Linked DNA regions of Muntiacus reevesi: region 1 is linked to region 2. The links are chromatin contacts, called in public Hi-C maps. All regions are on one chromosome and are shown on one strand. The core of a region is the stretch at or near the end of the contact, and the rest is flanking DNA. Distances in the headings are between cores, read along the strand shown. Region 1 holds the start of UHRF2 (ubiquitin like with PHD and ring finger domains 2). Region 2 holds the start of KDM4C (lysine demethylase 4C).

Region 1 (6,145 bases), core at 1,322-3,821, 250 kb before region 2:
TCCACAGCATCATCTTTCAGGATTTGAAATAGCTCAACTGGAATTCCACCACATCCACTAGTTTTTTTCGTGGTGATGCTTTTTTACTTCCCTTCAAAAGTGTGGCCTTGTATTTCCAACTGTTACATGGATATCTCCATCTAGGTATATTTTAGATGCATTTCAAATGCTATACAGTGCAAACAGAACTCACCCTATTTTCCCTACTTGCTTTCTCTTCTAGTTATGAGCATTACCATCTACCAAAACCATCATTTATGTCTCCCAAACTAGAAATGAGCATTATTCTTAGCATTTTCCTCATTCCTCATATCTGCACATTCTGCAAGCCTGATAGGCTTGATTTTCTAGAATACTCTAGAATCTACCCTTTCCTCTCTCACCCACTGCCACAAGTTTCACCAAAACTGACACAATTACCTCTTCAGTAAGCTTTCTGACAGCATTCCACCCCCTGCCCCCCCACTTACTTTTTCCCTAAGGCATCCTTGCACATTCCTTCTGCTGTCTTTCCAAAGGCCTATTTAATCACATCAGTGAACTCCTGTAAAAACCTTAATTTCTCCCCGGGGCCCACAGAATCTACTGCTTTGAATGCTAAGCTTCACACTCTGCTCTTCTCCGTTTAGTCAAACTTTCTCTTACATGCAATTCCTACTGGACTGAAAAATGCGTACCTTCAGTCTTTGGTTAAGCACTCTCTCCTCTGAGGGCATTCTGTACTTAACTAAATCGTCTCCATAATAAGAGCACAAAAATAATTGATTGTGTGCCAGCTGGGATAGGCACTATGCTGAACTCTCTCTACACTCTTTAGACATCACAAGCACCATTTTGCATTGAAGAAACTGAAGTAAACAGTCTCTCCAAGATCATATTTTAAGTAAAGAGCAAAACTGAGTTTACAATTCAGGCCTATCTCAATCTTTGAACTGATCATTTAAATACCATCTTCCTTATAGTATACCATTTAATTCAGGTCAAGTTGTACCGCTGTCTTTAAGCTCACAGATTATTCTAGTTCCTCATCTCTAGTCCCTCTAGTCGCTCATGTCTAATTGTTGCTTTAATCAAAAGCAGACTATTTAGTGCTAAATTATTCTTTAATATTTTCATGCTTTCTAAATCTTATCTCAATTGGATTGTAAATGCTTTATAAGCAGAGAATTAGGGGAAAAAATGTCTTAATATGCTTCCACAATGGCATAGAATATCCTATAATAGCAAATAGCTATTCCTTATTGAGACAGGTTATAAGCGTGCTTAATAGTTACACATGTAATGAATACTCAGTATTTGCTTTACTTAGGAGGAGACAACATGAATTATACCTAAAAGATACAGCGAATGTAAAATTTCCAACAAGAGCAGAGACCCAGTCTGTATAGGTATCTATTTTTTTCTGTCCCTCCCCTGTTGGGCCATCTTTTTTTTTTTTTTTTCATATTACTGGCTCTCCATACTGGCAATTATTTCAAGTGGTTTTAACAAAAATGCTGCTCTGCCTTTATGCTAATAGTTTGCACCAGTCTGAACAGTCAAGTTATGGATTTTGGCAAATATTAAGTTCAAATCTTTTACATATGTATAATTTTTTCTACCTTTATATGCTCTCTTCCTTCTTATTTGAAATAAGCGCAGTTTGATGTCTTAGGTAACGTGCTTTGGGCCTATTTCTGATATTTATTCCTAGTAGGATCTCTGGACTTCTTCAGAGGTATGTAATTTTGCATCCTTTAAAAGCATTATCCATGACCCTCAGCCCAAATTCTAACTCAGGTCCACAATCGGTAACCACAAAGGGCCCTCCGGGCGGCGGCACCAACACTTCCGAGGTCTGAGGTACGGTTGCGAGCGCAGCGGGCCCGAAGAGGACGATCCCAGCAGGCCCTTAGCCTGCCCGCCTAGGGCCGCCACCTCAGCTCAGCGGCGGGAAACCCCAGGATGCGGGTTTCCGCGCGAAGGCAGCATTCGGGCCTGGCGGGAAACGACTTCGCGAAGCAGAAGGGTCCCCAGGGTTTTTCCTGGGTGGCCGGCCCAGCCAGGCCGCGTGGCTGACAGGGTCTGGCAAAGAGCGGGTTCATTTCCTGACGTGATTTCTCACAAATTTAGGCTGCACCCGCACGCACTCCCCTTTTTCTTGATCACACAAGTGCACGTCAGAATTTCTTATCTTTGGTGTGTTTTTGAGATCACAGAACCGAATCCGCTAAGCCTGAGGAGTCGCTGGCGCCCTGGGTAGCGAAACCGGGACCAAAGCGGGAACCCGTGTGGGCGGCCTTGTAACCGCCAGACACCCGAAGGCTAGAGGGCGTGTCCAAGGCCCAGGTGCAGGCGGAGGCACAAGTAACGGCTCTCGGCAGCCCCGCCCCTCTGTCCCGTCCTCCCTGCACCCCTCCCATGTTAGTTCCCTCTGGTCTACAGCCACTTCCCTAGTCGCTACCTCTTTAAGGCGGAGCCCGGCGTAGATCTCGCGAGATCCGGGTTGGCGCCGTGACCTCCATGTGGGAGCTAGAGCTCTATAAGTAAACACTCCGCGCAGCGCAGACAAGGCTGCTTCCTATTTGTGAGGCGGGGGCTGCAATAGCAACCGACTGGTTTCGGTTTCCTTCCCTCTCCAGCTCTGTTGGGTGGGCGCACGGTCTAGGATTCACCGCCGCCTGTCGGGCCCGGCGCCTGGTCAGTCTTCCTCCCTTGTGCGCGCGCTCGCCGGCCAGCCGCTGAGAGCCAGAGCCGCTGGGGAAGCGGCGCGGGCCGGGCGGGGCGCGGCGCCCGGAGCGCAGGGGGAGACAAAGCGGAGCCGGCCCCTTCTCCCGGCGCCGAGATGTGGATCCAGGTTCGCACCATCGACGGCTCGCAGACGCGCACCATTGAGGACGTGTCTCGGAAAGCCACAATTGAGGAACTGCGCGAGCGGGTGTGGGCGCTGTTCGACGTACGGCCCGAGTGCCAGCGCCTCTTCTACCGGGGCAAGCAGGTAAGGCGCGCCCAACGCACTTCTCTGGAAGCCCCACCAAGGGCAGCGGGATGCTTGGGCTGGGCGGGCCGGAGGGCTTGGTGTACCGCGCGCACAGAGCGCATCCGGCTCCACTTCGGATGGGCAGCCCGCGAGGCTCAGAGTGCGGCCCTGGGCCCGCCTGTGGGGCGCAGCGGGGGCCCGGCCACTCGAGTTGCAGGTGCGCTCGGCGGGGTCGGAGGCGGGGGCGCCCCGAGCGCCGAGACCTACAGCCCTTGCCAAGCCGGTCAGCAGCCGCAGGCACAGCCCGCCAGAGTGCCTGGGGTCCCTCCTTTCCCGCGCTTGGTGGGGTCCGTGGCCCCTGGAGGGCGGGGAGGGCAGCGAGCTCTGGCGGCCATGCCGAAGTGCGAGTGGCGAGGGCAGGAGGCTCCGGCTCCCGGCCGTGCTGACCCGGCTAACGGCTCGTATCGCTTCCGTACCACAGCCGTGCTGCCGACTCCCAAGTGGGAGGGGAAACTTACATATTGCTCCTTATGGGGCACAAGATTCTAAGCCCGCCTCCTCACTGTGGAAGGGATTTGTATACACTGAAGATTCGAAGGGTTTCCAGAACTTCTGCTTCCCCACCCCACCTCCTTTCCTAGAATCGAATCTGTCGTAGGGGAGATTAGAGACCTGCTGAAGAAGCTGTTGGTGTAACCCGGGACCAGGCTTAAACCGCCCAGTTTGGGCCAAGGGGGTGGTTCGAAGAGTACTGCTTTTCAAAGCAGTACAAAAGATTTGTTTTGCTCTTATTCTTCACCTTCTAATAGAACCCTCACTTAAGCTTTTGATACAGTCATTGGAGCATAGCCAGCGGTACACACTTTAAGGCCGAAAGTGTTTTTTGGCGGTGAGGTTGCCTGTGGGCGTCGCAGGTAGTTGAACCGTATGGCCTTGGTCTGGCCCATTGAAGATTTTTCCTACTCACATGGTCTGTATCAAGAGACTCAGACCCGTCTTATCTTTATCTTTTTCTTTTTTAAAAAATGTTAATCAACTAAAGAAGTTGGCTTCCTCCAGCTGATCATAGTTTGGCTCCAATCCTGTTGTTTGAAATAAGTGTAACTGTCTTTGATTTGGTAGAAGTAGCCTTTTTTCCCTACAGCTTAGTGTTTGAAAGGAATATTTTTCTCCCCTTCGTAGGCTTACCGTTTGAAACTGTCCAGAAATTTTAGAGTAATGAGATTACACTCCGAGAGAGAAAGAGCCACGGATTGTTTTAAGAAATATCATGGGCTTCCCAGGTGCCTGGGAATGCAGGGGACACGGTTTGATCCTGGATGGGGAAGATCCCCTGGAGGAGGAAATGGCAACCCACTCCACTATTCTTGCCTGGGAAATCCCATGGGCAGAGGAGGCTGGCAGTCCATTGGGTCACAAAGAGTGGGACGTGACATAGCGACTAAACAACAACAGAAAGAGATGGCATCTTTGATAGTAGTTAGTTTTATATTGATCTTCTAGTGTTTGACTTACAAAAACAACTGTTCGATTTAGTTTAAACTTGGCTTTAAAAATAAATGTATGTGTATTAAACGCTATGCAACTTTATATCACTGTGCCTCCTGTGGCTAATACCTTTTTTTTCTTTTGATCAAAAGTGAAAACCATGTAATCAAATTATTGAATTTTATTTTCTAGCTACGGACAATAGTACATAAATTCCCTGGATACTTTTAACTTCACCAGAGATAGAAATGAAGCATGAAAATGTATTCCCAGGCAACACCTCTTACCATCTAATAATAAAAATACGATAAAAAGAAAATGTTCACCTGGCTGTCTTGAGGGAAAGGAAGGGATTGTGATAAATTCAAGACAACAGAGTACATTTTCAGGACACCACGAAGCTATTCCAGGCTCATGGGAAAACTGTTGAGGATAACAACCTTATGTACCTCTTAGCCCAGGACAATTGATAACTCTCTGCTTTGATTTCTCTATAACGGTAGACAAGTAGGAATTAGGAATGGACCATGGGTTACTACTTAGTTGGAGACAGAAGAAAGATAGTGCCCCAGGTGTTTATTTACAAGCGGACAAGTAGCCATGGGAGTGATTATTATCTCTATTCTCCTTTGGAAATACAGTCTGCCGTCCTTGGACAGGATAGTGTGTCTGTAGTAGACTTCTATTGGATTGGTGTCACAGACCTGCCCTTATCCTGTAAAATGCTCTTTTGAGAGTCAAAATGAGAGAGGGCAAAATAGATCGATGCTACCTTTGAGAGTCAAAATGGAGAGAGATCAAGGCTGTAAATTCCAGGTAAAGTAGGGTAACCTCATTTGGATATGCTTCTCTGAGAAGCTGAATTTGCACCCTGGAGGTCGGAATTTTTTTAAGGAAGAGTTACATTGGTGAAACTCTAAATCTTTGAGAAAGAGTTTTGTGCTTATTAGGAAAACACACTCCTTCCTCAAGATATCTTACTGCCACATAGTGAAAAATGTCATAAATAAAAAAACATTTACAGTGTCCATGATGTAAATTACTTCCCCTTCCATCTTTGTATGTTAGGTCTCCTGCTTTTAATCTCTGATAAACATCAGAATCACTTAGTGGATATTTGTTATAGATGCTCACCTCACCCTAAAACTACAAGTGGTTGAATTTAACAAGACCCCATGGGAAATACTGATGAACACCAGAGTTTGAAAATGCATTTTGTAGGAACTCAGCCTCATACTAACTTACTGTTCATAGGATGGTCCTGGATCAGTAGGACCAGCAGCATTAGCTTCACCTGACCAGCCGCACTGAACTGGAATCTGTATTTTAACAAGGTCCCCAGGTGGTCAGTATGCAAATGAAGCTTGAGCAGCACTGTAATTGTGTGATTGACTCTACTTTTGAGAGTCAAAATGGAGAGAGAGCAGCAATCTAGGGCTGTAAGTTCCAGTTAAAGTAGGGTAACCTCATTTAGATATTCTTTGAGAGGTTGAGTTTGCTCTCTGGGGGTTTGTTTAAGAAAGAGTTGTATTAGTGGATCTCTAAATCTTTGAGAATCCAGAGCTTTTCCTACTCTGAAAGGATTCTCTTCCCTCTTCTCTTCCCTGTACCACTGTAGGAACTCCTAGAGTAGATTGTAGATGTGAACCAGAAGAAAGACAGTTTCCTTTTGCCCCTGTACTGTTTTCACATGCAGTA
Region 2 (6,277 bases), core at 2,974-5,473:
TAGTGAGTTACCAACAACCCTGATAAAACTATCCAAGTAAAGGAAACAAAAAAAGAGAGAAAACTCCTTCAGTTACAGAGGTTCTTAAGGGTCAGTAGGACCAAAGGAAAAAGTAGCACAGTCTCCTTTTCATTTGTTTTTCCCTTCACATTTTCCCCTTTCTAATCAGCAAAAAATTTCATTCAATAGGAAGGGGAAGGTTCAGAAGTTTTACCCTTTGTTTAGCCAGTTAAATCAACCTGGGTAGTCCATTTGTCAAAATGGGTAAGAAATGTATATGCTATAACAAATACACAAAAATTAAAAAAATATATAAAAATTAACATACTAAATATCTGAAAATCTTTAAATTTTAAAGATTTAAATGTGACATTTAAATTTTAAATGTCACATATAAAATACATAAACCAAACCGTAAGTGTACAGCTTGATGTATTATACAATTATTATCATCCAGGCTAAAAAAACAACATAAGCAGCACCCCAGAGGTTCCTTTCCCCTCCCCAATTGTTCCACCCCTTTCTTCTCAAAGGTAACCATTATTTTGACTTCTAACACCATAGAATAGTTTTATCTACTTTTAAATGTTATAGAAACACATTTAAAACTAGATGGATGCTTAAAAGTAGAATACCTGCTGGAATAAGACAGCATGTATTCTTTTGGGTCTGGCTTCTTTCACTTACCATTTTATTTGTGAGATTTAGCCATTCTGTTATGGGTAGCAATAATTCATTTATTTTTTATTGCTGTATAGTTTTCCATTGTAGAACTGTACTGACATTTATATTTCTACTTAACTGCTAATAGATTCTTGGGTCCCCGCTTAAGCCTCACAGGTAATGCTATAAAACTTTCTGTGTATGTGTTTGATGCATATGTATGTATATTTCTATTGGTGCTTCTGTTCCCCCACACTGTCACCAGTGTTTGTCAGTTTTTATTTTTAGCCATTTTTGTGGATGCACATTGGTATCTCACTGGCTTTCTTGTGTGTTCCATGAGAGGAAGGCCACTTCTGTCCTATTCATAGCTGTATCATTATCCAAAGCCTGTACAAATAACATAAAACAGTACAAATAGCAATAATAACAATAATACATAATAAAAAGGATTGATTGAAACTAACAACTATATGTACTGAGTTTGCAACTTCGGTTTAGGTATGTAGTTTTATTTGGAAAAATGAATATTTAATTTTTTTATTGTGTTATGATTAGATGTCATAAAATAAGTTCCAATATTTTCCTTGATGTGAGAGAAAACATAAACTACCTCATTTGTTCCGCCAGTACCCCACCTTAAGAAACACACACAGGAGTCCTAGGGAAAAAAATGACATATCTCCCCCAAACTTCAATTTTATTCAAATATTTTAAAAGAAAAATTAAATATTTTAAGTGGTAATTTTAGGTTTTTTTTTTTTTTTAGGTCTTTCTTATATTAAGACATAATGGTATCCAAACTGATTGACTATTTAGCTTATACAGAGGTTTGACTCACTTCAGTGTCTATCCCCACATCCTTGGTCCCCGTATTCCTTTTGGCCATTGCGACTCAGACTGAAAAGCTTTGATAATGATGGGAAATTAGTGAGGTTGTTTCAGTTGGGTGGAATCACAATTCAGTTCTTATTTTAGGAGGATAATTTTGACTTGCAGTACAGAAGATGGGTGGCAGGGGTATGGGATGGGTGGAGAATGCATTGGAAGTAGGGAGATCATTAGGAGACTTCTATAATAATCCTCGTAAGAGAAAAATTGATCTGAGCTTCAGAACACAGGACACAGAGAACAGCTACCAGGATTTCTAATTTTATTAGGTACTCACTATCATAGTCACTGTAACACTTAAAAAAATCATCTAAACATCTAGTTATTGGTTGGTTTGTATTGTACCTGTATAAGTAACAGACATGTATGTGATAATGATAAATAGAAACATTAATGAGTATTAGTTATTTAATACTTTATATTTTCAAAAGTCTAATGGACTTCAATATATTTAAAATTAGACTATATTATTTAGTAGTGTATCTATTTATCTATTTGTTGTATTATACATATTTTAAAAATTTACTAGTATCATCTCTGAGGTGAACAGTAGTTTACATAACATAAGCTTCAAGGAAAACCTATGTATCCAGTATACAAACTCCATCTTATTACAACTGGCATTTTTAATTTCACCTAAATAAATTAACCTACTATATGGCTAAAATTTTAATTTTCATTATAATTTACAATAGAGGTATTTCTGTATAATAAGGACACAACATTATCTTCTGTGACATGAATCCTGTTGATTTTCTAGTAGGCTCAATTCAATTTCCCAAACTAAAGTGCTTAATATTAGTACATTTACACAGTGCTTTACAGCTTTTGAAGTGTTTTGACATTGTACATTACCTTCTTTAATGTTCAAAAATTCTCAAAATTAGCAAAGCTGGTATGTCACCCTCATTTTTCAGGTTAAAAAATAGCAGACTTGGGACTTCCCTGGCGGTCCAGTGGTTAAGACTCTGTGCTTCCACTGCAGGGGGCCTGAGTTTGATCCCTGGGAACTAAGGTCTCGCATGCTGCACAGTGCAGCCAATAAATAAATAAATAAACAAAAAAAAAAAATAGCAGACTTGATTTACGGTGTTAAACAAATGTTATTTGTGCAATATTACCTGTCTGCAAATTGTGAATGGACTCGAATTCAGGTTTCCAGACTTTTAATTTTGGTGTACTAGGTTCCTAGTCCAATGCAGCATATGACTTCCAAGGACCCCGGTGTTTAGTAGCTGTTTCTTAATCTCAGTTCAGTTTTCATATCTGTAACAAGGAGATAATACCTATTCACTGCATGATTATAAAGATTAATTTTGTTAACATACGTGAAGCTCTTTAAACAAATGTCAATTTCACAGTAAGCCCTAAATGACTGTTATTGTTTTAGCATATACAATTGACTTGTAAGGAAGGTTGTGATCCTCATAGTATACACAGTTGGAGAAATCCCAGTTGAGTTTACATGTTAGGGAAGTTCAGATGTGTACTTAGGTGAGTAATGGAGCCTAAGCCTTGTTTCTAATTTAATGACTAAATAAACGTGGTGACCCAATAATCCCATTAGCTTTACTTAATCACCCATATTTCACCTGTCTTTGCAGTGCTCCTTCCGGTGAGAAAAAAATTTCCAGGGTGCGGTAAATGCACCTGTTCAGATATTTTAAAAAGCAAAAATCAGTGGATTGTAGTAGAAAACACAGCATATAAGACAGCCCAAGTGTGCTCAGAAGTGTAAGGTTCTGCCCAATCTTAGCTGAGACGTTAGGGGAAACGCCACAAGGGACCCAGCTGGAGTCTCTACAGGAAGTTTAAAAAAAAATTGTTCAGCTTTGCAAAACACCTGGTCTTTGGTAGTGCAAAGGCTTAATTAAGTAAGGTCTGTGTGGTTCTTCCGGACACCTTGGAAGGCAGAAGTATAGCTCAGAAGTAACAAGCTGTAGCAAGCTAGTTAAACTACTTTCTGAGGGGTCCAGAGGCACTTGAACTTCCTGTTACAATTCAGGCCATACTGCTGTCATCCCATGTTTTTGAGTGATCTCCAGTCCTTATTCCTATTGAGGTCACCTCGGGCCTCTTCAACTCAAGAGCACACCTGCGCCGGGCGGGACTAGTTCCGCGTAGGTGACTGAATTACGGGACAGTTTGACTCCTCTCGGCTAATAACAAGCTTCTTGCTTGAGTTACTTGTTAAGGGGTTGGCAACCTTTAGCCCACTTGGGACCTCCCATGTCGGTCTAGAGGCTGAGAAGTCTCAGTCATAAAACACTGTCATTACTGCCCAGCAGCAAGCCGAGACATCCTAGCCAGGCTCCGCTGGGCATTGCGAGGCCCCACCCATGGCAACGCCACTCTGACGTCTGCGCGCCGGGGACCGCCATAGGCCCGCGTCGGAGCCCTGGGCGACGTGTGGCGCGTGGACTTCATCAAGTCCAACCCTGCGGGAACCCGGTACGCGCTCCCAGGCAAGGTTCTGTGCACCTGTCTCTTCCTTCTACTCAAGTATCTTCCCCTTCTGGGCAGAAGGGGACACGTTCCTCTTCAGAAAACACGAAGCGCGGCGGCGAGCGAGCCTAGCCTAAAAACTGTGAGAAAGATTAAGCCAAAGCAAGAAGGTGCTTGGCACCTTTAAGCTGTTTGGAAGTTCACGTGACCCACCAAGTGCCGGGCCCCAGCGATCACGTGACGGCGCGCGCGCCCTCGCGCAGGGAGAGCCGGCTAGCCCCGTGCGCGCGCCTTCGCCGCTGCCTCCCAGCCCTCAACGGGAGGGTGAGGAGTGGCGGAGTGATCGGGCGACTGGGGCCGGGTGCGCGTGCGCAGCGAACAGCTGTCACCCAGTGCGGAACAAGTCTTCCAAATTTCCCAAATCTCCCTGGGCCGGAGGCCACCGTTCTTCTTCTCATCTTCCTCGTCGGGGTCGTGTCCTCGCCCCCTCCCGCGCGCCAGGTAACCGCTTTTCCGGAGTCCGGGGGATGGGGCCGGTGGGGGGAGGGGCCCGGGCGGTCTTCCCGGCACTGTCCCGTTCCGCGCGGGGCAGCAGGGGGTGCCGGCGTCTGGCAGAGCGGAGACGCCGGGCCGGAGACGCTCGGTCCGCGGACGCTGTGGCTGTCACGCTGAGAGAGAGTGGCCGGCCATGGTCGCAGGGCTGGGAAGCGGGAGCCAGTGACAGCCCAATTCGGCCCTCGCGGGGGTTCGGTCCCCGCGCTCGCCATTCTCCCGGGGACCGGAGTCGGGGTCGCGCTCCGTGGAGCACAGGAGCGCGCGGTGGTTCGGCAATGCCGACTCCTTACCTTTTCCCTTCCAGCCCGCTCTGAGGCGTTCTCCGGGGAGGCCGGGCCTGGCGCGCCCCTCGGGGCGATTTCTTCCCTGGGACTATCTCGACCCGCGACGTGAGGGTGAGGGCTCCTCTCCAGACCACCTCTCCGCAGGCAGCTAACCCCTCTCCTGGGTTCGTCCTTAGCCCCTGCGACTGTCCTTTTGGTTTTTCCGGAGTGGGGCCATTTCTTCCTGCAGTGCTTCTTGCCGTGATGCGGTGTAGACAGTGGGTGCTTAATAAATATAAGTCGAATCGGGTCGCGTGGAATGCTAGGCATGGCACATGGCGCGGGGTGGGAATGTGAAGAAAGGAGCCAGGTAGGCTGGGGCTCCCGGCTCGAGCTTGGGGTTTTCCTCTGGGCTCAGCCAATGAAACCAGCGGGGCTCGATTCGGATGCTTTCCGGGTGAACTCGGAGCCAGTCTTCCCTTGAGCTGCAACCACGCACGTCTGCACGGTCTGGCTTTGGTTGTGGGCGATGCCTGGGAGGTTTTTTGTCTGGTTCCTCCGCGCTAGAGAAGAGGGGACAAACTTTTTTTTTTTTTTTTAAAGCAGTTGGCAAATTACCCTGCGGGATGATTTATCAACTGCTGCCTCGGAAGTATAGGTTAAAAGTTGCAGTCGTTCCACCCTTAACCTCTTGGAAGTTTCTTTGTAGGGTTGGTTCACCTACGTTCAGACCAAACTTTGCTCCATTTCACCCACTTGAATTTGCAGTATTTTTTTTTTTTTTAAATCTCAGGAAACTCAGCTTCACTGTTTCTTTGGCAACAGTTACAAATAGTCTACTTTCAAAATGTCGTGGTTGAAAATTAATGGCTTTAAATCTTAAAGGTCCATTTTTACTTTGTAGCACTCAGTTCTTTTTGATCTTTAGTCAAGTTCTCCCACCTTGCCAGTCCTCTCCCAACCCTCCAGGCTTTGTTTTGGAATGTATTTCACGGTAATTCGGGTTTTTAAGGCCCTCTTTCTTCCAGTTTAAGGTGCCATGAAAAGTTTGCACATTAGAACACCCTTACGAAGTTGACAGTACAATTTAAGTAGAGTTGTTTCATTTTATTAACGGACTATAATCTGTTGCTTTTGTAAAGTTAAAAACATATTTCAAACATTGCAAGTACACAGATGCTTACGAGGTACATTTCCAGTGTTGTCAGTAACATTCTGTGAGAATGCAGATTTTAAGAGACTGGGAACAGGTACTTAATTTTAAAATTTCTTAGACTTAAAATTTCAATTTAAGGACGAAAATCTGGTATATTGAGTTCTCTTCTAGACCTCTTAATCACCCAGGAGTAGGTTAAGTGTCCCTGGGGCACAGTCTGAATTCTTTGCTTTTCTCATTGCTTTGTAATTGCTTGCTGACTGACTTTTCTACTTTAGTAGAAAGTTATAGTCTGAGCACAGGT

Evidence for each region. Hi-C and Micro-C count contacts between places; a contact is called where the count stands out from the background.
Region 1: a contact with region 2 is called in a Hi-C map of blood, with 2.0 times the contacts expected there. The contact joins the promoter of UHRF2 here to the promoter of KDM4C in region 2. A contact is called at or near these places in 2 of 3 Hi-C or Micro-C datasets (blood and muscle).

What each region holds. Positions count from the first base shown.
Region 1 is chr17:35,986,074-35,992,218 of mMunRee1.1, reverse strand. It overlaps UHRF2 (ubiquitin like with PHD and ring finger domains 2), which reads left to right and starts at 2,571. Exons shown (of 16, transcript XM_065907762.1): 1 at 2,571-2,977. The coding sequence starts at 2,825. LOC136148282 (a long non-coding RNA gene) reads right to left here and starts at 2,577. Exons shown (of 2, transcript XR_010659494.1): 1 at 2,444-2,577.
Region 2 is chr17:35,733,738-35,740,014 of mMunRee1.1, reverse strand. It overlaps KDM4C (lysine demethylase 4C), which reads left to right and starts at 4,223. Exons shown (of 22, transcript XM_065907905.1): 1 at 4,223-4,500.